Linked DNA regions of Danio rerio: region 2 is linked to region 1. The links are chromatin contacts, called in public HiChIP or PLAC-seq maps. All regions are on one chromosome and are shown on one strand. The core of a region is the stretch at or near the end of the contact, and the rest is flanking DNA. Distances in the headings are between cores, read along the strand shown.

Region 1 (7,713 bases), core at 2,204-4,703:
ATTGCCATTTTCTGTTAGCATAAATTGGTATTTAATATAAACTCTCATATCTGTCTACCAATCTTTGTTATCAGTGCGAACGAGAGAAGCTCACCACTTATGTGGTAGAACACTTAACCTTCCTTCTGACTAAACCAACACAACAAATACTAATCCTGTAAAATGGGAGCAAAACAGAAATTTAAAAGGACACTTTCAACGGTGTTAAGCAAAATCATGATATTAAAATTGACAATGAAGCACCAATGACGTTTTCATCAACACTACTATGACTTCAAGTCTCTTAGTGAGTCATGTTTCTGGATTAGATCGACTCATTTTAGAGATGCTTTCACATTTTGCAAAAGAGGACAATTACTGCATATTCATGCCAGATGCAAAATTAGTCAAGCATTGTACACCAGGGGTAACTCCCCTCTCAATAATCTTAATGAGGGTTGAAAATCAGTCCAGGCAATAATGTGGGAGAGAAATAAAACCAAAAAAAAAAAAAAAAAAAAAAAAAAAAAAATCACAATCTTGCATGAGTAAAGTGCATAAAAACTTAAAAATGGAGATTTGAAAAACTATCCTCCAACAACAGAGCCAAACAAAAAAGGAAAAGGATGTTTGAGTGAGAACGTGGTTTAAGAATGTGGTCAACTGTCCCTCCAGCTCTGCTCTACAATCGCTGACACCCGTTTCTCATACTCCCGTTTGTTTTCCTGATACAGTTGTGCTGCCTGGCTGTTAGCAGGGCTGTTGGGATTTGGCTCATCTAGAAGGGACTGTAAAGAAACAGAGGGCAAACAAAATCTATTTTAGGTCTCAAGAACACAACAGGAAAACAAACTTGTAATAAGTAAAGCAAAAGTAAAACATTATTTACTTTCCTAACCAAAAATCAGTACCTAAAGGCATAGTTCACCAAAAGGTAAAATTCTCACCATTTACTTATGCAAGTGGTGTGGGAAACTTCATGGGTTTACTTTTTTTTTTGTTGAACACAAAAGAAGATGTTTTAAAGATTGTTGCAAACTAGTTTCGATTTGCAAACCATAGCAGGAAATGCAAATACTGTGTTCAACAGAAACTTAAATAGGCGTGTGACAACTGAAAGTTGAGTAAATGACAACAATTTTTAGTTTTGTGGCTTATTTGATGGCATGCAGCAGACAATTGTCAATGTAAAATGTTTTCCACATGCTACATTAAAATGACTTTTAAACAAAATGACTTAACATACCTGGATTGATGTGAGAATAGAAGAAACATCATAAGTAGGACTCCATCGATTCTGAAGAATATCTAGGCAGATACTGCCATCAGCATACACTGAGAAAGACATGAGGAGAGTTAGATTTACACATTCACAGTCAGAATGAAAGTCTGAATCTTGTTAATGTTCATTAAAAAAAAATAAATAAAGAAATGTATCGAAGAAACCAGCCCAAACTAATACTGCAAATCACTCTCAAACCAACAAAAATACACCAGTAACCCTTATTCTGGCCTACAACATCTTAAGAGTTGATGCATTTGATAATAAAAATGTATTGTAATATTAAATATGCTAAGCAAAATATTAAAATGCTTACTACCATTTAAAAGCTTTATTTAAAAAAAAATACATAAATAAAGCTTTCAACATTAACATTACTTTTAATTTGAGACTAACAAGAATCACCACTCACCATTTGGATGAAACATCTTTGAGACGAACCTCACTGTTGGAGGCTTGTTGGGATATTCCTCTGTGAACTCGACTGTGAGTTTGAAGGTACCTTGTGGGCAAAGCAAACATCTTTATTTCAGTATAAATTTTACTAATTTACTTTAAACATATTCAACCATATTTGCACAAGTTCGGTTCAGCAAACAGAAGCTTACCATCTTCAAAAGGTGTTCCTTCTGGACTGCATGTGAAAACAAGAAACAAAACATTTAGATAAATTGCAGATTAAGTTACAGATTTACGGTCACAATCTACTTCAACTGAAACTGAAGAGTGAAAAGACATTGAACAAAATCTGTCCGTGATAAATCAAAGCTATCAGGACTTTGGTTTATCCATGTCAATTGTGTAATAGGTGGATGTGGCTCCACCTTTTTTTACTTTTCCATCAAAAAAAGTCATATCGTAAAACATATTAAAAATAAAGTGCTATTGTAAATGAAACCGATACCAACACTGTGCCTGCTCTTTGTTTACACTCACTTTCAAACAATTCTAATAATAATAATACATATATTAATAATATATAATAATATATTAATATAATTTAATATATAAAATTTTATTTATATATACTTTTTAATGCGGTAAAGTGTAAAATATTGCTTTAAAAAAAGTTTGTTTTAATGCAATTCATAAATGCAATCTATTCTTCGATGGCAAACATTGCAGGAAGATTTTCATTATTATTTTTTTTAACAAATAATAATTATTTCAATGTTATTTGAATGTTTATCCAAAACATTCCTATTTCTTTTCCCACCAACTATATGGAGACATTCTGTGTTTGCTTAGCACTAATATTTTATTTTACAGTCCTGTTTCATGTATATGAAACGTATTTTTTTGTTGCAAAACATAAACTGTGCAATTACTAGATACTAATAAACCTAGCCATTGTCCTAACATTAACCCACATAGTAACATCGTGCTATCCTAAGGAAGTACACGTAGTTTAAAATAACGTGTTATCCACACATCATGCTGGGAAAATGTCAGTAACAAAACCCCCATATATTCCGAGGTTTTTCATCATGGGGATCTCCATTTCAGGAGCTTGGACTCGATCAGACACATATTTGCTCTCGGCTTACCCGAAAATAACTGCATTCCACACCATGATGTTGTTCTCAGATGGAGCTCCACTGACGCCGGCTGGGGGATCCTCCTGGAGCCTTTGGGACCACCACACAACACATTACAATTATTTCAGTGTCAGTCGCATAAATCTATTAGAAAACACCCAAGACATAACATGGCAACGTGTGGTTACTTTCTAAAAATGTCCAGACACTGGCTAATAAAAAATAACATTCAGACAAGTCAAGCTTGAATAACTTCTCTAACCGGCTCGAACAAGCTCGCTAGCTAACAAGCTAAAACAAATGTAGAGTTTTAAAATGAAACATTACAACGTGAATAGGTAGTGTAATACCACCGACAAACTCACAACAGCATAAACAAAGTAAATTACCACGTTTTAATCGTGTGTTTGACGTTAAAGTATTTGACTACCGACTTAAATGTTATGAAGCTAACTAGCTAGCCAGCTATTCCATCAAAACAAACACATCTCACGTTATCGCTGAACAGCAACTCACCGTTTAAAATCTCGCATGAGTCGCCTTCTAGCTGGGGTGGACATCTTTAACTACACTTAAAAAGCGTCAGCGCTTATTTTTAGAGCCCTATTAAGAAATCCTAAGGTAACTGTATTTATCACAACAGCGATGATTAATATTCCTTTCTGAGTACAAGACGTCTTTTCACGAGACACGAATATACCACCTGTCCCACACAGGGGAGTTATTTGCGACCAAAAACACAGAGTCATCACGCAAAAGATCCTATAATCAAATGTGTGTTTAGTTTTGAAAAATTGCAGTGATCAATATTCTAATAGTTGTTTGAAATATTTTGAGTTAATGGAAATAATTCGAGAATTTAAGTAAAATGTTTGTCAAGCGCTACGTAAACGTCACAAGTCCCCCTATTTGTCTTTCCGTTGGTAGAGTCTTGGTTGGAGGAACAGCCTCGATGACGTTTCTGTGGGAGGAATGAGGTCAGAGAGTCCTCCTAGCGGTTAAGGGCAGGAAACGCAGTAAACGTCCACCTTGTACTCTGTCTGATATTTCATAACAGGTAAACGACGTGCTTAGTCGTTATTCATGTTTTTAAAGCCACATTTTTTATTCTAACGAAGTGGGAATACACTAGATACTAAACGCGTTTCGAGTCAGACTGTGGAAACAATTAAAACCAACTTCGACATTCAATAATACATACTATATCGTGATAAAAGTTAGAGCACTTCAAAATACAATAAATAACTATTCGTTAATTTAACTTAACAGTATGTAACAGCACAAAATATTTTATAAGCTATTTATTATAAGACAAAACATTTTAACACATTCTGGCCTACTCTTTTTACAAGTTAGCCCTAACCTAGCTAAAGGCCTAACCTTGCTATTGTTTGACAACACTTTATAATATGGTTATTATTCAATTTAATTAACTAAACCGACGATAAAACTACTTGTAAAACATTTAATCATTTATTAAATTATTTGTTGGTGTTTAGTAACTCAACAAAATGTATCCGTAACTTTTTATTGGAGTTATATGGAACTAACTACCATGCTAAGTTAATATTGTATCATTTTTTGACCTTATGTCAAAACGAAATGATTCAGTATTTTGCCTGGCTACTCGTTACATAATTACAAGCAAAATATAGATAGAGCAAAACAAAACATACAATTGATTCAGTCAACTGATCAACCATTTTAATCATAAGCAGCTCTTAATACTACATAAGAAAGAGATGTCATTAAACAATTATAATTAGTTCGTAGGCACATTTAATACATTGGATCAAATAATGCATAAGTTCCATGATTTTCTGACTGACCCAAACTAAAAATACAAAAAAAAAAGCATACATAAAATGCACTTTTTATTTAACAACACAAATACATTGTCCCTTTCAAAAACACATGGACTTAAAGCAATCCAGCACATTCTTAATGGACATATAAAGGCATGTTAAGTGTGGACAGGACGATCCTAACACCCATGATAGATGTGCATGGTGTCGAAGGTGATGTGGTCGTACTGCTCCTCTACACTGACTGACTTGCGGTGCTCTATCTGACTGCTGGCGTCCTCCATGTTCTCAGCTGTGTCTCCAAAGCCGTTATGGTGCCCGTAGTGAAGGCCACTGTCAAAAAGACCAAGATGTGAGGAGACCCCCTCATTCCCAATATGATCACCACTCTTAACCTCGGATGAATTCCCATTTATGTTCTCGCGCATCAGGTCACCCCCATTGAGGTGCTGCATGGGATGGCAGAGTCCTGCTGTTAGAGAGAACAAATGAATAATAACCTCATTAGCAAAAGTAAAGAATTGCCCCATTCTCAATTGAATGTTACCGTTTTGCACAACAATTTCCAAAGTTTTTATTACTTGAAATATTACCAGGGTTGAGTAAATTAATCAGGTTATGTTTTTCAAAATCACCTGTACGGTTTATATAATGCAATTGCATCTGAACATTTGAACTGGAGATTAAAGTCCTGGTTTCAAGCCTTGATATGGTTTACCCAAACAAATAAAACACTGGCACACTGCCCTACATTCACTTCAACTGCAAACACTTCACCTTTTAAATTAAGATGAATTTAATATTTAAATCTCATGCATGTTGAAGGAAAAAAAATAAAAAGGTTAAGGGTTAATGAAAGGATCAACCAACAAACATAAAAGATCTGCGTATTGTAGCCAAACAATTGTAGCAAACAACATCAAATGAATACTTGCATGTAGGGCTGCACGATATTGGAAAAATTTGATATTGCATAGCTCTATTTGATGGTTTTCTATGGAGTCTAACAGTATTCAGGTACACAAATTGATTAAATAACAATGCAAAAAATTGCTTTTTTACATTGCTTTATCTCGTTAGTAGTCCAGATGTCAAAAAATTCTTAGATCAACTAAAAATATTTTGTATTTTTTAACTTTTTTTTTTAAAATTCTTCCTGGGGAAAAAAAAAAAAAAAAAAAAAAAAAAAAAATCGGTAAGTGGTAAAAACTTTATTAAAAAAAAAAAAAAAAAAAAAGTAAAACGGTTTCGTTTTCGTTTTGAAATGTAGATATTAGTACTAGAAACAAGCCAAAAATTCAAAGCAAGGAAAACTTTTTGTTGTTGTTGCATAAATCTTATAAATTCCAAATACATACAGTAATTAAATACAATTCTGCGGCTCCTGGTCAACTATAATTCAGACACAACATTGCATATCTTACGATGTGACTATCGGATGCGCAGATTGCGATATCCATGTTGAAACGATATAATGTGCAGCCCTACTTGCATGTGGTTTCAATTGCTTACATGTTCTTACAAAGCACAAATGCAAGAGTCTGTGTTTGTTAAATGACAGAACTTTTTAATGAGAATAGAAATGACATCTCCATCAACCTTATGCATTCTGCGTCTTTACATAAACAATATTTTCAGCTCAGTTTCAGTGTTTCAATGAGTACTAACAGTCAGATGTCTCGTGTAACTTAGTACTTTATGTAGGCAATCATGCATTAGGCTGTATGCAGTGCAAACAAATAATATTCTGGCATTCGTTCTGGATGAAATAACAATTTATATATGAATTTATATAAAGTACAGTGAAAAGAAGCCCCCCCTTATAGCTCAAATTAGCTCTAATGTATTTAACAAATATTTCCCATACTATATATAAAAAGCTATGCAAAACATTACAAAGAAAAAAAAGACTTTTGCCCTCATACAATAACCTGAAGGATGAACACTGCAGATGCAATAAATCTAACGATACAGACTTCAACAAATAACATCAACAGAAGGATTAAAAGTCTAAGGTTAAAGAAGTAACTAAGTGCACAGTGATAGTTAATGGATGCACTCTGTACATTCAGAAGATATGCTTTGGCATAACAATACAATTAAATGTGAAGAATAAAATAAACAACATTTTATGTTTTCAACTGGGAAATAAAACCTGCATTAACTTGGAATCTCGTTTCTTGCTACTTTACAGTAAATTAATATGACTCTCACACACACCATAACTAATAATGCAAGAATTTAAACAATATTACAAAGCAACTTATGACATTTTTGAGGGCAAATACAATTCACAACCAAAGCTGTGCAATCAGTGTTATACCAACAAAGAACAGGAAAACAAGAAAACCAAACACTTTCCAAGTATAGATATAGGCCTAAATACAACCTCATAACAAACTACTATTTTACAGCCAAGGAAAAATATTGGGATGATTCAAACATTGGAATGCATTGGAATTCAAATTAAGAGGCGTTCAAGGAAGTTATTGTGCAAAACAAAACAACCTTCTCCAATTTTTTTGCTTTTGTATTAAAAAGTGCATACCACCAGAAGTTAAATAGATATGGTGGTGCCACTATGACCAAGTTTTATGCGTACAATGTGCGCCAGATTAAATTCATTTCTCTCCCAGACACACAAAGTAAAGTAAAAGGCAAATGCCCCTACAGATAGGCATAGGAGTTAGTGCAACGGCATGGTATCTGCATGGAGGTCACGTTGAAGATCTCCAGCTCTTTGTGGACTGGAGAGGATGAGCTCTCCATTTGGACCCCCCTGTCCTGTTCTGGACTGCAGTAGCCATTGGACGGCAAGGGCAAGGATCCATTTAAAGGTCTGTTCCCACCTGTGGAATTCAGTGCAGGCCCGAACTCCATGTGCATGTTCTCCATCTGCTCTTCCCCACTGGACCCGTTTATTGGCTGATAACCGAGATCTGAAATGTATGGTGATGGCAGTCTGCTGATTTTGCAATGGCGACCCAACAAAATGTTAAATGATCCATTTTAAATATGTTTTTAAAGGGGTCCTATTATGCAATATTTACAACAATAATCTGCTCTCAGTTTTCCACAGAACGTGCCTTAAGTTTTAGTTCTGATTGAA
Region 2 (7,713 bases), core at 305-2,804, 280 kb before region 1:
TAGCTGCCACACTATGGCGAGTGGATAGTGCCACGGATAACCGAACGAAGGAGACAGTCGTGTACTCGCCATACCACACACACACAAAAACACACACACACCTCCGGATGACAACGCTCCCGCACCCGCCAGGTTTTAGCCTGAGAACCCGCTCCGTTTTCTGCCCGCCGCGCCCGGTCCCGCTAGAGCGGAGAACACAACCAAAAATCACCCAGTAAACAGTCCATCTGTATAAACACATACACACAGCACAAAGCTCGTTCGTTCGTTCGCTCTCTCTCTCTCTCTCTCGCTCTCTCTCATACGCTCTCTCATACCAAGCAGACTCTCTCTTTCTAATTCACATAGCAATATCCGTGATATTGCTAGACAGCCCGCTCCCGTCCCAAATTAAACCCGTTACCGACCGCTCCCGCGATTTTTCCGAAATTTATTCCCGCGGCTGTCCCCGCGCCAGATTTCTGCGGCGCGGGAATAAACTTCCGAATAAATCGCGGGAGCAGAACTCTAGCACGGAGCTCCATAAACAAACAGCACGCGTCGCGTTTTCAACGTGGCTTTGCACGCGATAAGATAATATATCCAGTTAACCTGATACAGTACACGCGGTTACAAGTAACAAATCACAACTAAATACATTTGCAAGCTAGAGTCAACGAGGCAACAACTTTAACCGCACGTACTTACACTTGAGAAATGGAAGAAACCCATCCTGACGTCCATCAGTTACTCTTTACTGATCCTTCCTTTAACAAACGCAGATGAAGTATTCTTTGTAGCATGTAGCTTCCAGAAGTTTCCAACTGCTTGGTTATAATGCTGAGGTTTCATCTTTGGGTAGAGACTCAATATATCCATCTGCAGTGTGACTTCAATCAACCGGCATGTTTGTGTGTGTGTGTGTGTGTTTGTGGGTGTGTGTGTGTCTGGGTTTCTGCGTCAGAGGGCGGGGCCTCAGGTTTGAAATCTCCCGGGTTTGCGCGTGCACGTGAATAACTTGGTTTCGTTCGTACGTCATGGCGAAACACCTAATGAATCGTGATCAAGGCGACTCGTTTGAAGCACTATGAGTCGACTCTTTTATAGATGAATCAACAGTTTTAAACACTGTATTCTTACAGATTTAAGCCTTAGCTGGATACTTCACTTCACTTAGAGCTGTGTTACACACTACATGGAGGGGAATTTTCAAAAACCCATAATATGGGCTCTTTAAAACTAACAATTTGACTTAATGTATCAATTGTACCCACGTAAAAAATAATCACAACCAGGAGTGTTGCAAAATACACTGAGACTTTATGTTATAATGACTGAAATGGGAAACCATACTTAATAGTATGATAATGCTCATCGTGATCTCCCAACGTCTATCTCTCTTTCCCTAAAATGCTTCCAGTCCAATAGGTGACGCTGTGTTTGATTTAATTCTTTTGTATTAGTGCTGCAGTGGGTGCTCACTAGATGGCAGTAGTTTGACCCTCCATCTTCAGCGGCCCCTGCTCTTGATCCTCCGGCAGAAGAAAAAAAACCCACCGCCTTTCTTCTTTCAAAATGGCCGAATACTTGGCGTCTATTTTCGGTACAGAAAAAGACAAGTAAGTAGTGGTTATTGTCGTAAAATAATGCTTGTGATTCTTTATGCTGAGCACCCCTGAGCATTATTGCAAAAATTGGATAATTTTGAAATATAATAATTTTCAGTATTTCTTTTCTTGTGCATCGCGTGGTGATGAGCAGAGCCGTTTGCTAACCGCGCCGCTAACAGCACAACAATAATACTAATAACAAATATATTTCAGATCACAATGCTTTCATGTGTAATAGATTGTTATGTGCATTTATTATTGATTTGTTTTAAGTTTGCGTTGTTATATCAAGTCCAGCCCTGTCTTGTTAGCTCCTTTCATTCATTGTGGCGCCTTCTCAACGCTGTGCTAAATGGATCTTATTTAAAAGCCATATTTTTGTGTTTGTTTTTAGTTTTAATAGCCTATGTTTGATTAATTTGTGTCTTAGTGTCATTTGGAAGATTTACATGAACATAAATCCTAATTAAGTTAGTTCACTATTGGATTAAATACTAGTATCGAATGAGTGAGTAACGTTACGGGTGGTTGAAGTGACGAACTAGTTTTTGTGTCTTAATAGTAAACACTTGTATCGAGTGAATAAGTACCCCTTTTTAAAAGTTTACTATTTACTAACGTTAATATTAGGTTATAGATTAGTACTACTTAATAAAAATACTAATAACGAAATACCAAGTGCACGTATCGTGTAAAAGATGCTTGTACATTATTTAGATTAAATGTTGAAACCTATTTCTATACATAAAATTAATATCAGCCTGTGAGAGTGATGGCTAAAGTTATATTGATTTAGTTCAAAAGCAGTTTAATGAACAGTGTTAAATGAACTCTGTTTAATAAACAGAGAGTTAAGAGGATTGTTAATCAAAATCCAAAAAAAAAAAATCCAGAAATGTGTGAACAAAACTGATCAATTAAAACTGTGTGTTTTAATTCAACAGGGTCAACTGCTCTTTCTACTTTAAAATTGGAGCCTGTCGCCATGGAGACCGATGCTCTAGACTTCATAATAAACCCACCTTCAGTCAGGTATCTGTCAGTTTTTACATCAGTGATCCTGTAATCCATGATGCTTCTGCTAGATTTATGTTGTGATTGACATTTGATATGTGTTGCAGACCATTGCCCTGTTGAACATCTACAGGAACCCACAAAACACAGCCCAGTCTGCTGATGGCTTAAGTAAGTCCTACTCCTGTATTAGGATTAAGTGATGTCCTGCAATCCGGAGCTAAGAGCATGCAGGGTTCTGATTACAGTTGTTATCAAGATGCATTTTGTTTGATTCGATCACAAGTAGACTTTGATTTTCTTATTTGCATGTTTTAGCCAGTGCACTTTGGACCACTTTCTCCAAAAGAAAGGTCCATTTATGTTGTTTTTATTTATTTCATATTTTTTTATATAATGTATATTTATAATTTACTCAACTTTCACTTATTCCAAACTTAGCTTCTCTCTTCTGTTGAGCACAAATGGAGATATTTTGGAGAGAGCTAAAATCCTGTAACTATATTGACTTTCATAATATTTACTTCTCCTGTTATGGACATCAGTTTCCAACAATCTTTAAAGTATCTTCTTTGTGTTCAAAAGAATAAAATTATAAATAAACTTGAGGGATAGTAAATTTTCATTTTTGGTAAACTACCCATTTAACAGCACATTTATAATATTATACATAAAAATTAAACATTCACAAAACCTGTATTTGACCAGAAAAGTTGCTGAGATCTACTCACGCAAGCGGTTGACTAATCTTTAAAGCTATTTTTTTGGTTGCAGCAAATCATGTATACACAGTTAGACAACAAAAAGAATAATGCAAAGAACAGTAGGCTAATTCTGGTCGTTTTCTTGATGGCTACAAAACTATAATGAACAATACAAGTCATCATATCCTGATATCCTTATATATATATATATATATATATATACATATACATATATACATACACACACACACACACACACAGTTTTCATAAGGTCCTGGAAAACCTGGAAACTTCATGAAATAAAAAAAAAATGTTTTTCCATGCCTGGAAAAGTTTTTGAAAAACAAATAAACCCAAAATGTTTTGGAAAAGTCATGAAACATTGCTTAACAATTATTTTTGTGCTTGAATATATTTGAGATAATAAAATTGGGTACATTTTAAATGAAATGAAATTGAGCTGTCCATCTCTTCATGGGACTTTTTTTTGTGTGGGGTAAACTTTGCAATCTTCAGTTGTAAAAGCAATTAACTTCAAAAAGTAAAAGCAGTTTCAGCTTTGCCTCGCTTTTGCTTGCTTTCACCATAGTTCAAGATGCATTTTGAGTGTCGTGTCCAGAAACGATCTCTAACTGCAGAGGTTTGTACTAATTTTAGTAGTCTTGTGAAAACACAAGCCAACATTTCTGTTTCAACATCGACAGCTAGACACTTTCTAAACTATTTTACAGATAAATATAAAATACATTGATTGTCACATGTTTGATATGCTGTAGTAAATTTGAATGTGCATTTTTTTTTCTTATTTACACATTGCATTAAAAACGAAACAAGATCATGAAGATTTACCTGAAAGTTTTAGAAAAGACATTGAAAAGTCATGGAATTTTAAGTAGTAAATATGTGCATGAACTCTGAACATAATGCCTTTTCTACAAATTCAATTAATTTATAGTTTAATTTTAGTTTGTGTGGATATTGACCACATGTAAAGGACTATTTTCATTTGATTCTTTTTTTTTTTAACAAAACGTGCTCATTTTTTTCTCTAAAATGTCCTCATTCATATGTGATGATTTTATAAAAAAAAACAAATGTATCTTAAATCCAGGTTTTGATGGAGCCCAGGAGTTACCTGGAGTCATTCTTGTACTTTATCATTGTTTTCTCTTTTATCAGATGCTGTCAGTGATGTGGAGATGCAGGAACATTATGATGAGTTCTTTGAGGTGAGTTGTGCATCTATGAAAGTCATGGGGAAATGGTCAATGAGGCAGCTAAATGCAACCCTAATAAAAAAGTTCCTCGCCCTCAAGTGGTTCTAAATAATATATTTTGAAGAAAGCTGGAAACCAGTACCCATTGATGTCAATAGTTGTGGTTAAATGGTTCCCAGTTTTCAATCTTTTTCAAAATATTCTCTTTAGTATTCACAAGAAGAAACTTAAGTTAAACAGGGAATTCTTACTCAAATAGGTTTATTAGTTTGTTGTAAACTATTCCATTAATACATTTAACATTCTTACAATCAGAGAAATAATATACATTTTAAGGGATTTCAGAATTTCCATTTGCATGTTTGCATTAACTTTAATCTACTCCCGGTAATACTTTATACCTGTTTTGGTGTGAACCAGACATAGGCATGGGGCGATAACCGGTTTCAAGGTTTACTGCAGTTTGGAAAAGTAAAGGTTTTTAAACTGTTAAAATTCTTTGTTATACCATTCCTAAGGTATATGTAAGGTTTTTTTCTTATGTGTTGTAAAGAAATCTGTGTTTTTTTTTTTTTTTATCTCAAAACGAAGTCAATAATTTATTTTAACTATTTAGTCTAAAATGTTTACTGCTCCAAAATGTTATAAATATTTCCTAAAATAAAATTCATTGTTCAATATTAGCAAATCGAAAGCATTTTTGTTTTTACCCAGACACTTTAAAGTAACTTATTTTTGAGCAGTAATCACAATGCTGTGATACATTAAAACCGTGGTATTTTCATCCAAGGTTATACTGTCAGAACCATATACCGGCCCATGCCAACGCAGGAATAATACTATTGCCTGACATTTCAGCTGTGCAGTCACCATTACATTAAAATAGAAAATAGTACATTTATACCCTAATAGTATTTTACACTATTAATGTTTTTACTATACGTATATGTTAGAACTGATTAGCTTTAGTAAGCAAAAAATATCTTGCAGAAGTCATTAGATCACATGGCATTTCTGTTTTAATGGAAGCAAATCAGCAGTTGCAGGTATTATACTCTAACATGATTTTTAATTCACTGTTCACAGGAGGTCTTCACTGAAATGGAGGAGAAATATGGAGAGGTTGAGGAGATGAACGTCTGCGATAATTTAGGAGATCACTTGGTGGGAAATGTCTATGTGAAGGTGAGAGAATCTACAGTACTTTGAACATATTTTTGTTTAGATGTTGTTATAGTCAGTTGTACTTGAGATCTTTTTTTAGATCACTGTTAAACACTTTCTTGACCTTATTGCACTAAAAAGAAACTATTTAGAAGTTTTTTGCATCAGGAGGAAGTGTTTATAGTTTCTACATCTGTTGGTGGAAAAACAATCCCCATTATTTTATTGTTTGCAATGCAGGTACTGTGAATGATTTTAGTTATAGGTACTATGAATTATTTAAGTTACAGGAATGCATTATGGCGTAACCAAATTAGTGTCTTCTTCAGACAGAGTATTTAAAAAGAATATATTTTTAGAGCAGTAATCACAATAGCGTGGTATTTTTATCCAAGGTTATGATACCATCAGATTCTTATACCGGCCCATGCCTGTCTGTGGAACTGTGAAGTTCTTTCTTAGTTTTAAAGTGATAGTTCACCCAAAAATGCTATTTCTTATTTACTCACCCTCCACTTGTTAATATGTAATTACTGTTAAGCTGCTCTCCCCAAAACTCTATCATTTATTACAATGTGAAAGTTTCAGTACCACTAGACAAGGTTTTTATAAAAAAAAAAAAAAAAAAAAAAGACTTGGATTTTTTTAAATAGGTAAAAATTTTAAGTTATTTATCAAAGATTGAATTATAAATCATATTTATCTTTTAATAATGTGAATTTTATTTATTTTTATTTGTTTGTGTAGATCATGGCTTATTGAAGCATGTTGTTCTCATCTAATGTTTTTATTTGTGCTGTCAATCGATAAAAAAAATGAATTAATGACACTTTTTTGCAATTAATCGCAATCAACCACATTTAAACAAACTGAAACTTATCATTTTGGCTATTCAAAGGTAAAATCAATGTAAACGCAAGTCAAAAAAACTATTTGTAAATATAATTGTTTATTCGAATTTTAGTTTAACTTGTAACAGATTTCTTCATGTAAACAACATGCCCACAATAAATTATCAAGATCCTGGCTTGACAGCCATATTTATTACAGAAATAAAAACACAGGCATGTTAATGCCATTTGAATTTCAAAACAGTCAATGCCAGTAAAGAAAAAAAAAATGATTTCCATGTTGGATTCTAAGTGGACTGCAAAAAAAATGCCAAAATACAGTCATTGCAAATATGGAACTGGAAAATTATTATAATAATAAAGTATTAAATACAAGCAATTGTACTCATTAAAAAGTTGTATTGCTGTGAGTTGAGAACAATAATTAGAAAGTAGAAACAGTTTTGCTTAGTCCTCCTTTACATTCAGCCAGTTGTTAAGACAGTCCAGTCTGTTGACATTATTGGGGACAATGTGGCCCTTTTCTTTTGAATGATGTGAGCTGAGAGTGAGAACAGTCTCATAAGCAGGATCTGAATCAGCATATTTATTTCGGTGCCTAATTTTGTAGCCACTTTTGCTGCGACAAGGACGTGAGAAGCATCAAGGGGTACATCAAAGGCACCCTCATGTACGTGTTGTCACACCAAAGACTAATTCTTACAGGGACTTTGGTCACAACATCTCTAAACATTTAAACAACTTTGAGGGATATGCGGACGACGACGTTTAGACATTTGTTCTTATTGCTAGGAAATGCGCATGCATACACACACACACTCATACACACACAAACACACCCCGCGTGCAGGACGACGCAGTCGGAGCAACTCCCTTCAGATTCAACACACATGATCGCGTTCATCAATATTGCTTAAACTAATCGTTCTAAAGCAGGGCTGTATTTCAAAAGAATTCTGACACATCAACGTGAAGCAGACACTTTACAAAAGTTGCGTTTAAGGGGGAAACGGCGCATGCTGAAAGGCAGAGGAAGGTGCCGTCTTTGACTGTGATTTTTGATTACCTTAAAGGACCACCGAGTCAAGAAATGCTTTTTTAAAAAAAATGCTTTTTTTTTATTTTGAGTTTTTTTTTTTTTTTTTGAGGTTTTTTTTTTTTTTTGAGTTTTTTT

The links. HiChIP or PLAC-seq counts read pairs in DNA pulled down with a chosen protein or histone mark.
Region 2: an H3K4me3 HiChIP or PLAC-seq map of embryo shows a contact between it and region 1, with 2.4 times the contacts expected there. The contact joins the promoter of u2af1 here to the promoter of ube2al in region 1. A contact is called at or near these places in 1 of 18 Hi-C or Micro-C datasets (caudal fin) and 1 of 4 datasets of contacts at active chromatin or transcription factors (embryo).

The regions. Positions count from the first base shown.
Region 1 is chr9:9,050,959-9,058,671 of GRCz12tu, reverse strand. ube2al (ubiquitin conjugating enzyme E2 A, like) reads right to left here and starts at 3,453. Exons shown (of 6, transcript NM_199719.1): 1 at 3,316-3,453; 2 at 2,809-2,889; 3 at 1,870-1,895; 4 at 1,674-1,763; 5 at 1,226-1,314; 6 at 1-767. The coding sequence starts at 3,359. The coding sequence ends at 639. It overlaps ankrd10b (ankyrin repeat domain 10b), which reads right to left. Exons shown (of 6, transcript NM_001077377.1): 5 at 7,454-7,543; 6 at 4,490-5,076. The coding sequence ends at 4,784.
Region 2 is chr9:9,324,629-9,332,341 of GRCz12tu, reverse strand. u2af1 (U2 small nuclear RNA auxiliary factor 1) reads left to right here and starts at 1,554. Exons shown (of 8, transcript NM_177479.2): 1 at 1,554-1,598; 2 at 2,534-2,621; 3 at 2,711-2,774; 4 at 4,487-4,536; 5 at 5,611-5,709. The coding sequence starts at 1,555.